Linked DNA regions of Cyprinus carpio: region 2 is linked to region 1. The links are chromatin contacts, called in public Hi-C maps. All regions are on one chromosome and are shown on one strand. Each heading gives the region's core, a stretch centred on a gene start, on an enhancer-like site or on the middle of the called end of the contact. The rest is flanking DNA. Distances are from core to core; before and after follow the strand shown. Region 1 holds the start of haao (3-hydroxyanthranilate 3,4-dioxygenase). Region 2 has its middle 62 kb from the start of LOC109076348.

Region 1 (3,244 bases), core at 646-3,145:
TTACACCAACAGGCAAGATTATGATCTTGAGGTCACAAGTAATTGATCCCATTGCGTGTTGGAGTTGACTTAAGAGTATGGTTAGTGGACAGGCAGATGTAATGTAGGATGGTTGTGTCTGGGAGAAGTATCCCATGGTACCTGAGGCCATCTGTCTCAGAGCGAAGCCTCTTCCTCTCCACGACCAGCCCTACTGTGTTTGCGTATCTCTGAGGAGAGTGGGGAATCCGTGCTGGAAGCAGGAACATCTGAGAATAGCAGCAAAATATAAAACGTCTTTATAGAATAAAATGGCTTCACATGACTGCAGTCTGTCAGATAGACTCTGAGACAAATCTAGATGATTCTCACCTCTCCTTCTCGAATGTGTATGTCTTTATGCTTGCCGTCCTCTATCACTTTCAAAACCATGTCGCCCCTCACCTGGTAAAAGAGCTGCGACACAAAGGCAAATAAAACAGGAAGTCAGTGAGAGGAATATTAGTGTTCTGTGAGCTGGATCACACATTTTTTAGCTTTCCTTTGTCTGAAATCATCAGCCTTGTAACTTTGACCTGTATTTCAAATGTAGTGCTGCTGTGTCAGAAACTCTTTTTCTGCGAGTGTGCTTTTATTTATAGCCTAGGAATGAAACTTCATGCTAGATGGGGCCATTTCTTCTTCCAGAGAAAATCTATATCATTCAACCCTGTGAACTGTATCTGATTTAACAGTTTAACTGTTAAACCTTCACAAAGCCTAAATGACACTCAACAGAAGACTTATGTAAGATATTGTGCCTCAAAAGTAAATGCTCATCATGTGTGGAATATCTAGAGCAAAAAAGCCACGACTCGGATGGTTTGCACTGACCTCTAGCGACCAAGATTAAAACATTAACCAATAAACAGTCCTGACCGGCTCACTAAACCAAACTAGGTCATTTTTTTTTAAAGGTGTATTATTGTGAAATGCTCAGCAAGAGTCAATTCTATTAATTTCCTGCTGTTGTTTGATTTGGAAATTTGCCACTGTAAAGGTGCTTTATAAATGATTTTTAATGCCATGCAGAAATGCAGCTAAAAAATAAAATGCAGCTAAAAAATTTAATTAAATTGAAAATCAAAAAACTTTTCACAAAGACTTTGTCCCCATTAAAAATGCAAAGTGCATTTGGAAAACTATGCAGTCCATGTAGTGAAATGTAGTGAACGGTGTGTGGTGCAAATCCCAAAGTTCAATGCAGGTGTAGAAAATCATGCTGTCAATATCAGATCATCTTTAATAATTAGTTATGCACTCTTGTCCTTTTCCTCTTCGTTTCCTGGTAAATGTAATCCCACAGCTGCTGAGTCTAAAGCACTAACCTTTTGTGAAGATCATGGCTAATTCTGTTCTTATCACCTGTTAGCCTTCTCGGGTCTAATTCCCAGAATACAGTGCAGTTAATCAAAATAAAAAAGCAAGTCAGCTATTCCTAAATGAACATGTCATGTTAATTTGTAATATTATCTCATTTGTTACATGAATAGCACCTCACCTCTTCCCCTTCCTCAATGTGATAATCCTTCCTTGCATTTGGACCTCCAACATACATAATATTCAGTTGATAAAAGAACCTAAAACACAATGTAAAGATAAGGCTTATGATATTTTGTATTTTTATCAATGTGATTATATAAGGCATGTTTTTGTTTGTTTATGAAAGATAAGTTTAACTCACTTACATTAATTTGTTGCATACAGGTGGTAGAAATGAATTCTCATTTTCAGCAATCCACTTGTCAGTGTTGACATGAAGAGCCTGGTTGGTCATTTTTCACTAATTTTGGAATACAGCAAGATTCTTGCAATAATCTGTCTGAGTAGGCAACAACTTTTTCAGCAGTGGTGACAAACTACCTTTGAGTTATTGAATAATGGGGGCGGTGCTCATACATGCAGTATGTGACCGTGAGGTTAAAATCCATGTTTACGCAGCAGTAACCTATCAGTGCTGACCAGGGGTGCCTTAAGGTAAATACCCACCCCCACCCCCACCCTTTAAGCTTCCTGACAATTATTTGTCAAATTTCGATTTTTTTTCCTTGTTGATATGCCAGTTAACATTCACACTGTTCTGTGTAAAATGTGAATATCCAAATTAATTATTTGCCAGAAGGTGGCGCGTGTGGAACAGTTACATAAAGTAAACATTATTTATTACAAGCATTATACGGAGGTAATATGAAAAGAAAATGCCATCAAAACTTTTAGAGTTTACAGGTATGACACCATAAATTACACAAATGATTCATTATTCATCATCAGTAGATCGAAACAACACTTGACAAGTTGGCATAAATGTGAGCCATTTGGTACAATTTAAAAACTTACCAGACCGAAGGTAAAGTTATAGCGTTGGATACAAATAGGAAGTGCTATGATCCTATGATACTTAATTCCTCATTTATCATTAATCATTTGCAGAAAATGCGTAAGGTTTGTGAGTCATCTAACACCAAACTGAACATGTGCCTTGCTAGAAGACAATAGGTTAAAGCAGAAATGCAAAGTACAGATCTTAGATAAAAGATTTTATGCTGGAAGTACATAAGTACTTTAAGTGATTTATGCCATCAGCAACACAAACAAATGAAGCTTCATAGCATGATTTTTTTTTCATTTATTTATATAGGCCTACTCTGTACATTACAGTATATACAAACAGTCTTAAAAACACACATTTGTAATGTTCACTTCAATGTATGCATCTCACGTGCATCTTGTGGTTGTAGTTTAGACAGATACTGTATATGAACACAGATTTGATGGCCTTGTCACCATGACTTTTCTGTAAATTGAAAGGATAACCACTTCTCCTTTTGCCACAAGTAAGCGACTCTATAGCTTCCCCGTGATCTCTAAATGGCTGACTGATATTGAGCCACCGAGAAAAGTGGGAGGTTTCAAAGAGAAGTGTAAGTCAAATAAAGAGTAAATCAAACAAAACCCATACTAAAATGGTAATAAAATAAAATAAAATAAAATGGTAATAAATAATGCTCATCGACCAACACATGATACTTTTCACATCGTCACAATTTATTCAGATGTATTGCTCAGTGTTTATGCACTGATCTAATTGCTTTCAGAATTATTAAGATCCCTAAAATCTGAGAATTTACAAATATGGAAAAGCAAGAAACGAAACAAAAATAGAGAGGCTGGTAACACACAAATAGAGATGTGTTTATATTAGAAAAATTGAGGAAGAAGCCCGTTA
Region 2 (3,274 bases), core at 230-2,729, 140 kb after region 1:
CGAAGGAACAGGACGGCTGAGGAGAGGTTGCTGGGAAGCTGTGATTGTTATTGATTTGAAGAGTTTTTAGAGGGACGGACTTGTCTTTTGATGTCACTGAGGCAACTTCAAAGTTGATGAGCAAGATGAGCTATTGATATTTGGGTTTCATTAGATTCATACGGCCAAACCCTATGCTTGTGATTTGTACTTTCTGAGAGCATGTTTTTGGTTGTAAGATTAATGCAACAGACAAAAAACGGAGACAAAAGGGGGAAAGCAGACAGACGGATAGACAAAAAGATGAAAAGAGATAGAAAGAAAGAGAGCAGAGTGAATAATCTTGACAGAGTTGAGTTGAGTTTCAGCCACACCAGGCTGCCTGCCCAGAGAAGCAGTGTGTGTGTGTGTGTGTGTGTCTGTCTGTCTGTCTGAAGGGGGCTGCTTTTTCAAATGGTCCAGTGGGCCGACAGTAATCTTTGCGACAGCACCTCCTGCCAAGCCAGTATCCCGTCATTGACCACTGAGAGAGGATGCCATTCAGAGAGCTTATTCACAAACGTTGCTATTTCCTTACACTAACTCTACTGTACTGATCTATAATATGTTTTCCAATAGTCGCTTTATCAAAGGATTTTGAAGTTTTCACACATAACAGGACTTTGATTTTAGTAGAAGGAAAAGAATCCCTTAAATTGGAAAATATTTCCTTACACTCAGAGAATATTATATATATATTATCATTTTTGAAAACATTTGTGAATTATTATTAAAATAATAAAAACATAGTATTAGTTTTTACAATTATTTAATGATTAGAAAGCTTAAAAGAACAGCTTTTATTTCAAATAGAAATATTTAGCAATATTATAAATATCTTTAATGTCACTTTTGATCCATTTAATGTCTCCTTTCTACATAAAAGTATTTTAGAATAAAAGTACAAGTATTAATTTATCTTAAATCTTACTGACCTTAAACTTTTGAATGGCTTCTTAGTAGGGAAAAAAATAGCATAGCTCAGTTAATTTGGTTTTCTGAGAAAAAAAAAATGCGTTCAAATTTAGGTTAATCTAAACACATATTGAGATGCAGAGATGAAACTTTAGAGGAGACACCTGGTCTTTTTCTGAGAAGAAAAATATAAGCAAGAGAAATTTCTCTGTATTTAATCTCAGTGCTGTCTAGGAAAAACAACTGAGATATTGCAGAGATCATATTTGTTGAATGATCTGTGGCATGTGTGGCTTTAGTGTCACTAGGGGGCGCTGTGGTCATCTGTGTGTGAAAATGGGCCATGGAAATTCTGTCACATAATTCTACTCTCTCTGCCCTTCTTTCTCTCTATCTTATCTGTCTATCTCTTACTTTTATAGTCAGACCAATGCACTGTTAGTTTGGTGTGGTTCAGGCTTTTGTATTCGCAAAGTAACTGGGCCAGTTTTTCTTGTGATGCATCTGTTTTACTTGGAAAGCTTTTCTTGGCACACACAGCACGAGGTTTAACACAAACACACTGTCTTCGCTCCTCATTTCTTCTCCGAAGAAAAGTAAACCAGCACAAACTCTGACCTTTACATACTCTTTGTCAAGACCATGGAAACAGGTTGGCATTTCTGTGCTAATAGCATTTTGGTTAGATTAATGTGTGTGCATTTGTAACTATGGCCTTGGCCACGCTGTTTGTCCACACAACAGATTCCTTGAGTGTCTGTATACTAGCCTAGCTAGGTGAGAGGCAGACATCACAAACACACATCCATGCACACTGTTTCTGTTTTTAGACATCAGGGCAGATGGACAGGTGTTGAAACAGCAGACAGCATAGTCTCACAGTGAGTCAGCCTGCCAGACAACCTAGGGGTCACACACACACACATACACACGCGCAGTCATAACTAGGGTCATGGCAATAGTCACTGAAGCCACATAGACCAGTAGGCCTGTTTTAGAGCGACGGAGGCAAAAATAAACCCTGAGGAATGACATAGAAGCCACACACAGCTCTGCTGATGTATCCAAACGCTGTCTTTAGTCTCAGCCACTCACACACAAAAAAACTGATATTCTGCATATTCTTTTAGAATCGTGTTCGTTTTTCTGAACAATTGCAACAAAATTGATTCTGAAGCGCATTTATAGATGGTTTGAAATTTTAATATAATTCGATTTTTGTAAATCCTCTGATAGTCTCATGCAACTCAAGTTCAAGACAGCGATGTGGCACGATGAGCATGAGCCAAGGCAAAGTTTCCAGATTTCCATCAATCTTTTTGTAAAGATTTTTGAAAAAGAAATTAACCCTTTTATTCAGCAAGGTTCTGATTGATCAAGTGGCAGTATAATGTCTTCTATACATCAGAATAAAATATATCATGGATTCAGCAAAAATATTAAGCAGCACAAATTTTTTCAACATTGATAATAATCAGAAATGTGTCTTGAGCAGCAAATCAGCATATTAGAATGATTTCTGAAGGATCATGTGACACTGAAGACTGGAGTAATGATGATGAAAATTCAGCTTTGATCACAGGAGTAAATTGCATTTAAAAATATCTTAAAATATAAAACAGATATTTTAAAATGTAATTATATTTCACAATATTGCTGTATTTTTATCAAATAAATGCAGCATTGATGAGCATAAGAGCAAACAATATTAAATACACACTATATTGTCTAAACAAATGGATCAGATTTCAAAATGATGACTAGCAAAATGTGAACATCAATCCTATAGACCAGTTTTGAGCACACACACAAAAACTGATTTTCTGTGTATATGGGTGGATAGACTGAATATTTATTGGTCTTCTTTCTCAATTGGTCACAGGAATCAGGATGTGAAGGTATAAGATGGCCTGTTTGGGGAGGTAAAATTAACTGCACAAATATACTTTAGATTTCCTCCTCTCATCTTGAGGCCCAGACAGAATGTGTCAAATATTCTGAATTCGCTGAGCTGATTTTAGAAGAAAAATCTGCTGAAGTCTGTGGAATGGATTTAAGCATGTGAAAATGTGTCAGTTTGAAGAAATGTCTGACAGGTAGCTGAAAGCATAATTAAATTAGCCAAAATATTTCATAAACAAACATGCAGCGAAACAGAACTTTGCAAATGATCGGCGTTCCATTTCTGGAATTCTGCAGAGCTTTTTCTGGAGTTCTGCAGACACTTTACATGTGGACTTGCTAATTATGTAAATATAATCATTTCCATTGGTTCATTTGTAGATAATGCCAGTTAATTCCTGCCAGTTTGCAAATAGTTGTACAGCACTACAGTATTCTT

What was found. A called contact is a pair of places that touch in the nucleus more often than the background predicts.
Region 2: a Hi-C map of liver shows a contact between it and region 1, with 5 times the contacts expected there. The contact joins the enhancer-like site here to the promoter of haao in region 1. A contact is called at or near these places in 3 of 8 Hi-C or Micro-C datasets (liver and skeletal muscle).

What each region holds. Positions count from the first base shown.
Region 1 is chrB13:9,221,251-9,224,494 of ASM1834038v1, forward strand. haao (3-hydroxyanthranilate 3,4-dioxygenase) reads right to left here and starts at 1,896. Exons shown (of 10, transcript XM_042736374.1): 1 at 1,707-1,896; 2 at 1,520-1,598; 3 at 352-435; 4 at 142-248. The coding sequence starts at 1,795.
Region 2 is chrB13:9,360,337-9,363,610 of ASM1834038v1, forward strand. No RefSeq gene overlaps it. Among protein-coding and RNA genes, the nearest start is that of LOC109076348, 62 kb to the right of the region's middle. Within about 2 kb of position 1,480, at least 3 of the 8 cell types and tissues checked have an H3K27ac peak or open chromatin away from gene starts, as enhancers often do. A contact at or near this core is called in liver and skeletal muscle, where this site is marked.